Regions from separate parts of the Anas platyrhynchos genome. Here region 2 is linked to region 1. The links are chromatin contacts, called in public Hi-C maps. All regions are on one chromosome and are shown on one strand. Each heading gives the region's core, a stretch centred on a gene start, on an enhancer-like site or on the middle of the called end of the contact. The rest is flanking DNA. Distances are from core to core; before and after follow the strand shown.

Region 1 (6,927 bases), core at 1,932-4,431:
GGGGAAAAGAATCAAGCGACCAGACAAAATGAAAACAGATTCTCAGCTCAGTTCTGTCTCCCACAACTGCTATGACAATTCTATTAAAGTGCATTTCAGTATCACCCCTTTCAGGAATCTTACACACACAAACCTCCTCTTCCTTCACAAGAAAAGGTAATTCAAGTTAATACTCCACTAGAACAGTTTTAACCTTTTTATGGACTTCTGCTTTTCCCCGCCCCAATTTTGTAGCAACTTTTTTTTTTTTTTTAAACTGGCAACGCCCCCTCCCCAACAATACTGTAAATTCAAGTGCTTACTTCAACTGTCAAGGGCAACAGTTCTGGATACAGCACACTTGATTGTACAAGCAACACCTTATATCACAATCAAGAAATCTGGGCACTTTGCCCTCCGAGGGAGTAACACTTCCCCCTTCACCATCCATAGCATCATATGAAAAATAATAGTTAAAAAAACCCAGAACATAATTAGCTATGAACATCACTCATTATGTACACCGGCTCCTGCAACAGATGCATGAACTCCGTTAGTTCTCAGTTTTATTGTCCTTTCTAAGAGCAACTGAGCAGTCACTGTTGTCTCCATTTAAATAAAACAACTCAGAGTTGAAATATATATATATAGATATATATAAGCATTTTTTCTTAAATAACATATTTACATCTAATAGAAAATATAACTCTAGAGATAATTTTTCCAACGAAATGTAAGACGTGAAAAAAAAAACAAAAAAAAAAGAATGAGTTAATGAATTTAGGACAGTTTCTAAATCCTCTCCAGGAAATTAAAAAAAAATTTAAAAAAATAAAGAAAAAGGGAAAAAAAAAAGCCCACCAAGCTCTAACCAAGCTTTTGTCTGGATCTAGACCGAAGAAAATCCCCAGCACCACCACTGACAGAAACTCATCGCTTCTCCTTAAAGAATCCTTGGTCCGTGCTGCTCTCCTTAATTGTGACGGTCAAAAAGTTAGAGGTCACGTCAGTTACCACCACTTTCTCCAGGTTGTTGAGGGACGGGCTCCAGGACTCCTCCTCGGGGTCCCCCAGGATCCTGGAGACGGGGATCCTGGCGATGAGGGAGGGCCGCCCCGCCTGGCCGCCCACGCCGTCGCGGTACAGGCTGCCCACGGAGCCGGGGCTCACGGCGCTGTGCAGGATCTTGGGCCCGCCGGGATCCAGCCCTCCTTGCCCCTTGGGGTCCAGAAAGTCCGCCCGGTGCTTGGCGACCCGGGGCGCGTAGCTCTCGGCGGCCCCCAGCTTCATACCCACCTCCACGCGGTTGGGGCTGGACATGGTGCCGGAGAGGTCGGGGTCCGGCCGCCGGGCGAGCTGGATGACGCTGTGTCCCGAGCTGAACTTGGCCGCCCCCGCCGCCGCCTCCTCCATCTTCCTGGCCTTGAGGTAGTCCCCCACCTTGTCCCCCGGCTCCCCCAGTTTCCTCTTGGAGGCATCCAGAGTCTCCGCCAGGTCCTTGTAAAGCTCTTTCCTAGGCTTGGGGCCTCTCTTTTTGGGGGTTTCCCCGGGTTTCTCTTCCACCCTGATAACCCGGTCCCGGATGCTGTCTCCCTTGGGGGTGCTGCTGCTGCTGCTGCCCTGCGGAGCCAGGGCTATGTTTCTGAGTCCTTCCCTAGCCCGGGACGTGGAGCCCAGGTCCTGGGGGGAGCGGCCGGGATACGGCACCCGGATCCCCCTGGAAGAGTCACTGCGGAATTCATAGGTTTTGGCTTTCGCTTTTGCCTGGGCCTGCAAAGAAGATAAATCAACCGGTGATTTTATTGTCCTGCCACCCGGGTGCGTAATTACGACTTACACGACGAGGGGGCTGCCTTTGCACCGAGCGCTCTCCATCCGAGCCGGAGAGGGACCAGCTCCCCGCACGCCTCCCGTGCACGCTCCCTGCAGCCCTCGCCGCTCCCCGGCGCAGCGGCACCGACGCACGCGGGGCTCCTGCCTCCTTACCTTTAACAGGAAGGTTTTGGGCTTGGGGCCTCGCTTTTTAGGCCCGTATAGCTCCATTTCTCGCTCCCTAGAGGTGTTAAAAAAACCAAAGCTTCAATTCAGCATAGCTACAAGACAGCAACATATTTACAAGTGCAATGGCTACGACTAGCAAAGGCCTTGTACCTTTCCTCAAAGGCTGCAAGCAGCCGGGCATCCAGAATGTTTTCCTCGGGCTCCCAAGTGCTGTACCTGGGGGGGGGGGGGGGCGGGGGCACACAGAGAGGGAAAGGCATCGGGAACGAGTAACAGGGGAAGGAAAAAAAGAAACAAAAAATACGTGACCTAGAGAAAGGGATCCAACTTTCCTTTCTGCTACAATGGGAAATAATAGCTACAATGAGCCATCTCCCCCAACAGTTCCTAGCCTGCAAAATTGTATAAACAGCCGACTTACTTCTGAGACCAGCCCTTCCATTTTACGAGATATTCCATGCGCCCCTGCAGATGCAAAGAGAAAAAATAAATATGCATGGAGGGAAATCACGATAAGCGCTTGCAACAAAGCTACACATGCAATTACATGCATGCAACAAATACACGCCTGCACCCAAGGCGTGTGTCAAAAATATGCAAGGGGGGAGGGACGCGGGGCGGGAAGGAGGGAGGGAGGGGGGGCAAAAATGCACCAAAAAAATAAATTCAGATTTAAAAAAAAAAATCACAAAAATGCGCGTGCAGCCACCCCGCGCAGCCCCCCAGCAGCATGCAGCGGGGAGGCCGGCGCGCACAACGCCCGGTTCGCAGCAGCAGCGGCGGCGGAGCCCGCCCCGCTCGGAGGAACCCGTGCATGCGGCGGGGAGGAGACGGGGCCGCCCCCAGCGGGCGCCCGAGCCGCAGCCGGGCCCCCGACCGCCGCCGCCGCCGCCGCCACCGCCGGAGCCGCCGCAGCGCCGCGCGGCCGGGGGAGGGCGCGGGGCGGGCGGCGCGGCCTGGCGCGGGGCTGCGCGGCGGCGGGGCGCGGCGCGGAGGGGGGGGGCGTCGGGGATACGGGAGGGGGGGGCACCTACTTTGCGGATGCGGCGCTTGAGCAGGGCCTCGGCCGCGAAGACGCGCTCCCCGACGGCCGAGAGCTCCATGTTTACGCGGCCGCTCGCAGCACACAGGCAGCCGCCAGCGCAGCCCAGACCATAATACTCCGCCCGCTGACGTCAGCGCCGCGGCCCCCCCCCCCCCTCTCCTCCTCCAGGGCCCCCCCCCGCACTTGTTGCTGGCGGAGCCGGGTGGAATATTCCGCCCGCGCCGCATTGGCCCGGGCCCGGCGCCCGCCCCCGCCGCCGCGCCGCCCCCCGACGTGAGCCGCGTCCCGATGAGCGCGGGGCGGGGCGGCCGCGGGGAGAGAGGGGGGGGGAAGCGGGGGGGGGGGGCGCGGCCGCGCCCCCCCCCCCCGCTTCCCCCCCCCTCTCTCCCCGCGGCCGCCCCGCCCGCTCCGAGGGGGGCGCCCCCCCCCCTCCCCGTCGAGCCCCCCCCCCTTCCAATAGCCCAGCGCAGCACAAAGGAGCCGCCGCCACCGGCAGCCGCCAGCCCCGGGACGGGGCGGAGCGGGGCGGGGCGGACCGCCCCCCCCCCCCTTTCCATCATCCCCCCCCCTCCGGGCATCACCGCTCCGAGCACACCTGGACGGGGCGAACCCGGGGGGGCGGCCGGGCCCCTCCTCCTCCTCTCCCCAGCCACCACCGCGCCCCGCGGGTTTTTGGTGACAAAGCCAGCGGAATTGGGGACCGAAGCGCTGGCGGCTTGCGGAGAAATCACCTCATTGCTGCCGCGCCGGGAGCCGGCGGCCGGCACAGCTCGGCGTCGGCAAAAACCCTTCCCGGGAACAAATGGCCGCGCCGAGCCGTGCCAGCGGGGCAGCTGGTTCTGGTTAAGTTTAAATACTTTCCAACAGTTCGGGTAGTAAAAATAAAGTAGACCTCAACAGCCCATAATACGAGTTTCTGGTTTCCTCGCTCCGGCAGCCCGCGGCTGCCTTCCCCGGCTCGCTCGGGGTGCGGGGGTGTCCCCGGGGCCACCGGAGGGGCTGCCCCCCCCCCCCACATCACATTTCGGCAGAGCTCTGGGGCCCGGTCGCCCCGGTGGCCCCGCGGGACCGCTGTCGCTCCCCCCGCGTGAGTCCGAGCCCGAGGCGGCCACGGGAGACCGGGCCCCGCGAGTCCCCGGGACGGGTCCTGCCCACGGTGGGCGCGGAGGAGCGGGGGGCCCAGCCGCGATGTCCCCCCCGGGGCCGTCGGGGGGAGGCTCGGGGGTGCCCGGCAGCGCCTCGGCTCCGTCTCATCGAGCGGAACCATCCCCGAGCCCCGGAGCAGCTCGGGCCGGGGCCGCCCCGCGGGTGGGCTGCTGCCGCCTGGCCCACGCGGGGCGAGGGCGGACGAGGCCTCCCACGGCTCGGCCCCTCTCCCCCGCGGCTCTCCTCCGCTAAGGGGCTATAAGACGAAGGGGAGCAAGGCTCGGAGGCGGCCGCGCTCACGCGTGGGGGATCCACGCGCCGGTCTCTAAAGGCATCGGCTGAGCCTCGGCTCCGTAAACGAGGCGGAGCGGGGCTTGGGGCCGGCGGCTGCTCGCCTCCGGGGCCGGTGGGGGGGGGACACGACCCTCCGTGCCCGCTCGACGCGGGGGCTGCTCGGCACCGCCTGTCCCCTTCGTGGGTCGCGGCTGCGGGGCCGCGGGTGCACCGGGAGCGGCAGCCACAAGGCTCCGGTGCCGTCCCCATCCCGGAGATCGTTTTCTCCCGGGGCTCCTGCTCGCCGCCACGGAGCGCTGCCCGCTCCCGCCGGCCGGGCTCCGGCCTCCCACGGGGGACACGCGGGAACGGCAGACTCGCGGCCCCACGGGGGGGCTCGCGGGACGCGAGTGGAGGAGCCCGCGGCTGCCTCTCGATGCCGGACCCGGGGCGTGGAGCGGCTCCGTGGGCAAAGCGGGGGCAGGGTCCACGCCGTGCCCCGTCCCGCGCGAAGGGGAACACGCGTGGCGTGGGGGAGGCCGGCGGGGCCCGGCGGAATCCCGCTCCCGGGCGCAGGGGGGAGGTTTCCGAGCCGCGGCTCCCGCTGCCGCGCCCCCCCCCTTGGCCCGCCCCGTGCCGGGGGTCCCCGCGCTGCGCGGGATTTGCGCGCAGTGCCCGGGGCGCTGCGCAGCGCTGGTGCGGAGGGAGGCGGGCGGGGGGGGGCAGCGCAGCCTCCGCGCCCTCCCCGGTCCCCGGCCAGCGGCGTCCTGGGGAGATTTTCGTTAATGTCGAATTAATCGTTGTTAATTAAGGCAGGGCGGCAGGGCGGCTCGTTAACTCGCGTGGACGCACCGGACCGGATTCTGCAGCCCCAAGATGCCGCGCAGAGAGTCCCGGGGGACGGGGAAGGGGAATGGGGGGCGGGCGCAGCTCCCAGACGTGGGGAGGGGGCTCGGGGGGCCGGTCGTGCTCCCCAGCGGGGCCGGACCGATGCCGCCGCCGCCTCGCTCCGCTTCTTGGGGTTTTCGAGACAGCGACTGCGGCGGCGCAGCGGGGCCATGCGGGGCCGTGAGGGGCCGTGCCCCGTGTCCGCGGGGGGGCCGCAGCCCGGGGAACTGGGAGTGAGCCCCACACCTTCGCTCCTGGTGTCCCCGGTGCAGGCGGGAGGCACCGTCCCGAAGGTGCCTCGAGGGGCTGCGGAGCTCCCGGCCGAGCAGTCGCCTTTGCCCCGTAGCCTCCGCAGAGCCACGCGGATTCGCGGAGCCCCACAGCCACGCGTGGCCGCGGAGAGGAAAGAGCCCACGGTTCCCGCTGCCTCCAGCACGCCCATCCGCGGGGGATACAGCTCCAGGCACCGGCACGGACCCACGCTTGACCCACGCGGGTACGGGGACGGGAGATGAGTCCCCGATTGCGGTGCGGGGGGGGGAGGCAGAGAGAAGGCGAGACGCAAACGAGAACGGCTTGGAGAAGGCAGCGGGGAGCGATCGCTGCCGGGGGGGGACCCAGCTGGAGCCGCCGGGGCCGTGGGCGAGCCAGGAGCGGGGCTGCGGCGGCTCGACGGCGGCTTGGCCGGGACAGAGAAGCGGGACGGAGCCGCCCCGGCGCTGCGGGACGAGACCGCGGGCGGGAGCGTGCCCGGTTCCACCGGGCAGTTCCTCCTCCTGCCGGAGGGGGCCCGGGGAGCCCCCGCCGGGGGCGTGCGGAGCTGCGGGGGGGTGGCCTGGTGCTCGGTAGGGGTACCGGGAACAGGAACGGAGCCCGGGCAGGGGCTGCCCTCCACGCTCCGGAGGTCAACGGCAAAAGCTGCCATGGCGCAGCACGGGCTCCCGGCTCCGGGGGGGGAGCCCGGCCCCGCGCCCCTCCCGCCCCTGCCGGCCCCGCCGCGCCCCCAGCTCTGCCCCGAAGTACCGGCGCTCGGAGCTCACTCGTGGACTGCTCCCGGCCGATTCGAGCGCCTGCCGCTGCACAGGCAAACGTGGATCCAGTTTCCGCCCGTTTGACCCCAAATCCCCCCCTCGGTTGCCTTTTATCCCCACGCCCCGCTCGGACTCGCGGAAGGAGCGCTCGGGGTCTCAGCGAGCCGCCCCGGCGCAGCGTCTCCGGCTCCCCCCTCGTTTTTCGCTGTGTGGGGGCTTCCACAGCTGCGAGCTTTGCAACGAAACCGGGGGTCTGCGGCTCCTCCTGGGGCCGCGCGTGGGGGCACCGGGGCGAGCACGCGTGTCCGAGCCCGGGGCCCCAGTGGGGCGGGGGGCAGCTGGCACCGACCCAGCCGCCGGCTCGGCGATCCCCGAGCCACAGCCCGGCTCTTCCCCGCGGCTCCCCGGGAGCTTCTGCGATCGTGCTGCTCCGCCCCTCCCGGCACCGGCGCCCGGGACGGTTCGCATCCAACCCAGGCTCCGGCCCGGCCCGGTTCCCCGGGCGGCCGAGGCTGCCGGTGCCGGTGGGAGTCCCGGCCGGACCGAGGTCGCCCTGCCCCGCGT
Region 2 (6,927 bases), core at 2,693-5,192, 58 kb after region 1:
CCTAGTTCAAACGGTTGGCTCGAAACCTCAGCGCCCACACGCATGGGAAATAAATCCCCAAGCCCCCTTCTCGAGGTCTGCAGCATTATGTAGATGAGACCAAGTCTGTCTCACTTTCAGCTCAAAGAGCGGCCCTGCTCGTGAGGTTCTGCTACTCCGTTTTTTCAGGAAGCATCAAAGCAAAATGGCATTCAAGCCATGCTGAGGTGGAGGTCTGAGAAGTGACAGGGCGGTATCGCCATGTGAGTGGAGATCACGGGACAGACACGAACTCGCTCAAAGAAGAGTGACGGCAAGATGCTGGGAGACGTCCAGTCTCACACAGCCACACGCCATCACCTGCAACTTGTGAACTTTTCCTTGAAAACTGTCCCAGCCTTTGTGAAAAATCAAGCGTTATTTTCAGATAAAGCTGCAAACCATAACACTCCTAAACCACTCTGTATCTCATGGTAATGCAAAAGCAATAGGAGCCCCAGTGCAAGACACCCGTGCTGGCCGGCTGGCTGTAAGCAGCTGGTATTTGTGAAGCAACGCTCAGGAACAGCCACAGCTGGTTACACAGGATTTTCCTGGAAGAGATGACTCAAACGAGCTTAAAGACCAAGCAGAGGCAACCAATTTTCTAAAACTCTTGCAAAGATGCACTGGTCGGTGTGACAAGGAGCTGGAGGACTCTGCGGGAGCGCTGTCGCGCGGTTCCCTCCTTGCAGCAGGCAGCGAGCCCACGGTTTGAGAGCATCACCTCGAGCTGCCAGCGGGGAGCGAACGGCCAAGAAGTGGTGTTTAGGGATAGAAATGGTATTTAGGGATAGAGCTGGGTGGCCTTGCTTGGAGCTGGGGAACCGTGCATCTCCTGAAGATGGGAGGGCATTGCCAGCTGCACAACCAAAACCTGCTCCAGGCGCGCCGTTACCTACCCATAGCTCAGAGGCTGCAGAGCCCAGCACAAAGGTGCTGGCACCATTCTACTTTCTGGAAATGTTTCTTCCAGACAAATATTTACAGTTCGCTTTTAGTCACTAGTTACAAGCTCGTGCAGGCATTGACACACAGAGAAGCCATCTGAAGCAACACGTGTGCCTGGATTTACCCCTTCTGGACAGCAAAAAGCCAACAAGCACGAGCACAGTGCCTTCGTGTGTGCAGCTCAGGGAAACTTCAGTGCTTTCACTGATGTAGGGTACAAAATCTGAAAGAGACACCTGTGCACACCATGCCCTTTGGAGAGATCTACAAACACGTCCGTCCATATTTAGCAGAGATGCAGAGAGTGCCACCTCATACACTGTGTGTAGCATCACTTTTTCCTGTATATAACCATTGGAAAACAAGTAATGAAAGTATTCAAAACTGTTGGCCTTATTTTTAAAAGAATTTTAATATTGAGATCATTCTGTTCCTAAGTAGCAACAAGTAGTATGCTCAGTGCTAATTCTGTGGCTGCTGGGGAGTCCTCTATCCAGGCACACAAGATATGCAGACACAGGGGAAGAATTTTCCAATTTATTATTTATGAAGGCCAGACTATTATATCTGTTAGATGAGGGATTTACACCAGTGCCCTGCAAAAGAAGGGAGCTGAAGCATGGCAAGGCAAATAGCTGGAGGAACAGTTCAGAGAGGCTTTGGGTCACGGCATCCAGGAAAAGCAGACCACCAGCTAGCGGGCAGCACCGCTCAGCAACACGGGAGAACAAGTGCAAGGCCCCACGGGAACAGAAGGGACAGGGAACAAAATTACAAGGAGGATTAGCAAAACCTGAGGCAGGAACCCCATGGCCATAGGCATGGTTCCAGTTCCACCTTCCTCCTTGCTTAAGCCCCATTACTCTCTTGTCACTAAATACATCTCGTGCTTGCCGGTGAGCAAGATCCGGCGGTGATGTATTTTCTCAACAATCAGCTGCAGCAATCAACCTCAGCTACATTCCAGGAGCTTCAGCAAGCCCCTGAGAAGGAAAACGCCCGGGTGCCACCGGTGCCATCCTCCTGCTGGGGCAGGATCCTGCTCCGGCCCCACACGGGTCGGCGAGCAGCAGCAGGGCTGAGTTACTGCTCGGTCAAAGCATTTCTGTGCTCCTACGGCATAAAGAGACACGAAACCAATTATTATTCCTGTTACAGAACCAGGGCAGAGACCTGCACCCATTACACGGGAAGGCTATTTCAGCAACAAAGATCTAATAACTCATTTTATGACAAGATGTGACAAATGTAATTATAAGAGGGAAAGGGGCTGAAGATCTCGGCAGGGATGTGGCTGTTATCTAAGCTGTCGGCGTCCACCAGCCGACTCCCAGAGCCTCTTGCAAGAGCCAAACCTTCACCAGTTGGCTCTCCAGCACCACGGTACTAAAGCACGCCTTCAGTAATAACAGCTTTCCCTTAACAGCCCCGTCTATTCCTGCACGCCGGCTTGTGAAGCGTCGTTTACAGACAATAAGTATCATCATAATGTATGAGCGTCCGTGTAATGGGAATTACATGCCCCTTTTCCTCCCCAGGGGTTAGCGTTTCTCTGTTTCTCCACTATTCCGCACAGGCACTGACCTTCCAGGTTCCTCTTCTTTCCAGCAAGGTGAAACAGCTCATGGCAGCATCAGCTGCCTAAACCGCCCATGACAGATAGCTCCAAATAAATAATCCATCAATAAAAGTTCAAAGCTATCCTGAAATGCCTAAAAATTTAGTGTAGCAATTGCACCCAGAGAGGCTGTGCTGAGTAGCTGGAACCCAAATCTATTGTTCTGATAAACAAGAGAGTGTCCTTGACAATATGCATGTATAACGATTTGTGAAACATGCTGATTTCAGCAATATATGAAAGAAGAGCGAAAGAAAACGGATTGGTAATTTAGAATGAAACATTTTGTCAAAATATTTCTGCTCGTGATGCTGCAGAGAAGGGATGGAAGGACACGCACAGGGCAGCACGGCCACGCAAACCCAAAGTCGACAGCAAAACCCTGCAGTCACACCAGCTACTCACCTCTGATCAGTGTGAACTGGTAACTAGGCTAAGAACTATGTTAAACTCACCATCTGACTGAAAATATTTGGAATTTGAAGTTCCTCTGCCTTAGAGACCCCAAACAGAATCAATTTATGCTGACCTCAGTGAACAGGGAAAAAGGCATGAAGGTACTGAGCCCGGATGAAAGCCCGACCAGAATCCCTGACATTAAATGTCAAAACATCCTGGTGTGGAAGTGTACCTACACATCTGCCAACCCAAGGAAACAAACCCAACTCTATTTGTTAGGGAAACCTGTGAAAAACTGCACAGGACGTTAGGGTACAAAGTACATGAATGTCAACACGGACTTTCCAAAAGCTTGTTCCACAGGCTTGCCATTGATCTGTTTGCTTTCAAAACATAAATTTCCCCACGTTGAACTGCACTAAATGCTATTTAGTAGCTAATTAACTTTCTGTGCTGAAAACCTCCTGTAATTGCACTTCTTTCACCTTTTTTAGCCCGTGTCCTCGAGGGAACTGGAGCTGTCCTACGGCATTTGTTCTGCTCATTTCTATCTCACAGGCACAAGTTCCTTCCTGACAGCCGACTGCCAATCACCGCGCCGGAGGTCACTGGAGACCAAATTAGGAGCACTCTGCCTCTGACAAACTTGCTTTGCTTAGCTTGCCGTAAAGGGAAAATAAAAGGTTATGAAAAATAATTGTATCCTTTCATGCCCAGCACCAGCAAGCACATTCAACAGCACTTCTAAAAGTCAGAGTATTATTGCTAGTTACTCATCGTTAATGTTATTAGGGATATTCAAAGAACAAGCCGGTTTCGTCTCAAATGCGCCGGGATCCATCGCTGCCCCGGTTTGGGGAAGGAGCTCGAAGCAGGTCGGTGGCTCCAGCTGCAGACACGCGGCCACCTAATCGGTGCTCACCGTGCCAGAGCAGCAGCCCCAGCATCCGTCCTCTGACCTTGGGCTGGAACAGCAAGTTCACGACCACGGACGGGGCTCTGGACTAACATCGACTCCACTAACACAAGCCTGACAAATAAAACATTTTAACAGAAAAGCAACGAGGGACTCAAGGAAACCCGATTATGCAGCTTTGCCTTATGATAGGCGTAATTGGTTTGTCCTTGAGAAATCAAGATCAAAACAATTTGCTGTTTTACAGGGCTCCTGCCACCCGTGCTTATGACACCCCGTCTCCAGGCCACCAGCCCTTGTGCCCCCACCCTGCCCGTGCCCTTTTCCTCGCTTTGCTGCCTCCCGGCCCCTTCCTCCACGTCCCCGGGGCCTGAAGGGAAGCCGAGCAATTTTAGGCAGCAATAGGGGGCGTTATTAAAGCAGCCCAGCTCACCTCCGAAGGGTTGCCCCGAACCACTGTAAATTAAACCGAAAGGAAAACAAAATAAATGGAGAATTCTCGAGTTGATTATTTTGAATGTAAATGGGAAGGGAAAAAAAAAATCAGAGGGTTGTAGTGAATTAATGTGTGCTTTAATCTCTTTTATCCAGCCAAAGTCTGCAATGTGATATATGCGTTCGTTCAGCTACAAGACAAGCAATCTTTTTTTCACAGCTCAGACTTCTGGACAGGTGTAGGCTGCTTAGGTAAAACCCGAGCAAGTTTTTCTCTGTGACTTCTTGTTGCAGTTAGGTGGCAGGGGCAGAAATCGCAGTTCAATGCTTATGAATAAAATACACACAGCTCCCGAGAAGCCAAACACAACAAATCATTTAGAGCCGAGCATTCGCTGCTCAATGATGCAAATGTTACCTTCACGTTACAGAAGGAAAATATTCCGAAAGCTGAACGGCAGAGTTTTACAATCCATACAGAGAAGGGGCACCTCGTGCCTAGGCTTTAGCTCATTAATAAATCAATCGAAACGCAACACTTAAAAAAAATTCCTTAGATGGAAAAAGTGATTTCTCAGCAAAGCCCCCAAAAGAATGTTTGCTTTTCAGCCTATTCCAGACGAGAAAAGGGGACCTTTCTTACCAGTGTTTATTTTATATTTAAAATCAAGTGATTATTTTGCTTTTTTCTTTCAGTTCTATCCATGCAAAAATAAAATTCTACACTAATTATGCTAATTACAATCAAGCCTTCAAAACCTCGGTCCCTTGAAAGCCCCGAAGATTACCTTTGTTCTCCTATACTTGGCTCTAAGCAATGAAATGGGAATTTCAGGGGGAACTTTCTACTGACAGGCAAAGTTAACCAACTCCCCGGACTCTGCACTGCCGCTGACCCAGTATTAGCACAGCCAACACCACCCAGCGAGAGTTTCACTGCTGCCACAAGACAATGAGGATTTCCCAAGGGGAAAGCTTTCTTCAAGTAGCAGAAAAGGGAGAGGAAAAAGGCGAGCTGGCTAAAAGCATGTTTCGGAGTTATTGTAAATGCTTAATGCTGTTATAATTGCACGGACCGAGCCAAGAAGACAGAGACCACGCAGATTTATTTGCATATACTGTTGTTGCACTTTTCGAGGGGCCGTGCTCTTTATTCCGATCCGGTTAAAGCAATTCTTCCCTCACAAAGCGATGGAGACCCGCCAGCAGGATTTATCTCCGCTCTCGCTCAGGGTTTCTGGCCGTTGCGATGCCATCAATAAGTACCAGCAGCAACGCGGGGACACCCTGGGAACAGGCTGTGGGGGCTCGTTGCCTCCCCGAGCCAGCAGCCGCCGCTCTCGGCTCGGCCCCGGCCTCTCGCCCGGTGCCGCCGCCAGGCCCCGCGCCAGGCCCCGGCCCCGAGCCCTCAGGCCCCGGCCCCGCGGCCGATCGGCGCCCGCCCCCTGGCGGCCTCACAAGGCCCAGCCCGGCCCAAGGAGGCAGCCCCGAGGCTCCCCCCGGCCCCCAGCCCTCGGCCACGGGGGTCTCGGCTCCTGCCTGCCCCGTGCCGGAGCCCCCCAGTCCCCCACAGCCTTCGGGGGCCGCTCCGGGCCAAGCTGTCCCCCCTCCATAGCAGCGAGCTGAGGGAACCTCCGTCTTCAACCCAGTCGCTGCCTGTTCCTCAATTAAAACCCGAAATAAATAGCTGCACAATCCCTCTAGCTGTAACTCTAGCTCTCCAGTTCGCTGTCACTATTTTCTTCCCCAGAAAGCTGGCAGCCAACCAACGGAGGAGAAAAAAACCAAACCTGCCATAATTAATGTTCTTGCTGTTCAAATATTTATATAAAGCAAGATAGAGCCGTATGCCTCCGCAATCTCTTGGATCTGTCCAACCTCCTCAGCTCTGCAGCCAGTAAGGACTTGAATGGATTACCCGGTGCGCTGACAGCAAGCAGCCAAGGCAGGCTCTCCTCCCGCATCCCAGCTTGGTGGCCCTGAAATTCCCCCTTGCATGGGGCTTGATTCTGCCCCCAACATATAAAGGGAGAAAGAATTTGGGGATATTGCTGCTGGGCAGTGGTTTGGGTACGAATGGAATGAGGTGCTTCAGCGCTACATCACCGATCAAACACCCTAACCCAGGGCCTGAGTGAGGGGTAGAGTGGCATTCCCTGTACTCATCCCCGAGGCTGAAGTCATCAGAAGTAAGACAGCACGACACAAGGTGCTACAGGAGGTGTTGAAGCCAGTGACCAATTCCCCTGGTCCTAAGAACATAATCACCTCTGTTACGACAGCGATGAATTCCCAGCCTCTTGATGACTCCAGAGCTCCTGCCAGCTCACGCTAATTTCAGCTCATTTCCCCTGTAATGCTGCCTCCCGTTTATTCTGCAGAGGTCTGAAAAGCACAAAGGTGAGCTGCCAAAACAACATGATGCAACACCGCCCGCTCTGTCACCACCCGCTCCTGCAGCTGCTGCCACCCTCTGTGGCTCCGCGCCTCCGCTCCCTCCTGAGGAGGTAATTTATTGATTAGCTCCCTGGGAAGAGGCTGAACAACAGGATGTGCAACACATCTGCAAAAATTGCATCAAGTGCACCAA

Evidence for each region. A called contact is a pair of places that touch in the nucleus more often than the background predicts.
Region 2: a contact with region 1 is called in a Hi-C map of skeletal muscle, with 4 times the contacts expected there. The contact joins the enhancer-like site here to the promoter of CBX8 in region 1. A contact is called at or near these places in 3 of 8 Hi-C or Micro-C datasets (liver and skeletal muscle).

What each region holds. Positions count from the first base shown.
Region 1 is chr19:805,754-812,680 of IASCAAS_PekinDuck_T2T, forward strand. CBX8 (chromobox 8) reads right to left here and starts at 3,182. Exons shown (of 5, transcript XM_038165372.2): 1 at 3,015-3,182; 2 at 2,402-2,445; 3 at 2,131-2,196; 4 at 1,966-2,056; 5 at 1-1,749. The coding sequence starts at 3,083. The coding sequence ends at 910.
Region 2 is chr19:863,244-870,170 of IASCAAS_PekinDuck_T2T, forward strand. The region is part of intron 3 of TBC1D16 (TBC1 domain family member 16); the gene reads right to left. Among named protein-coding and RNA genes, the nearest start is that of TBC1D16, 16 kb to the right of the region's middle. Within about 2 kb of position 3,943, at least 2 of the 8 cell types and tissues checked have an H3K27ac peak or open chromatin away from gene starts, as enhancers often do.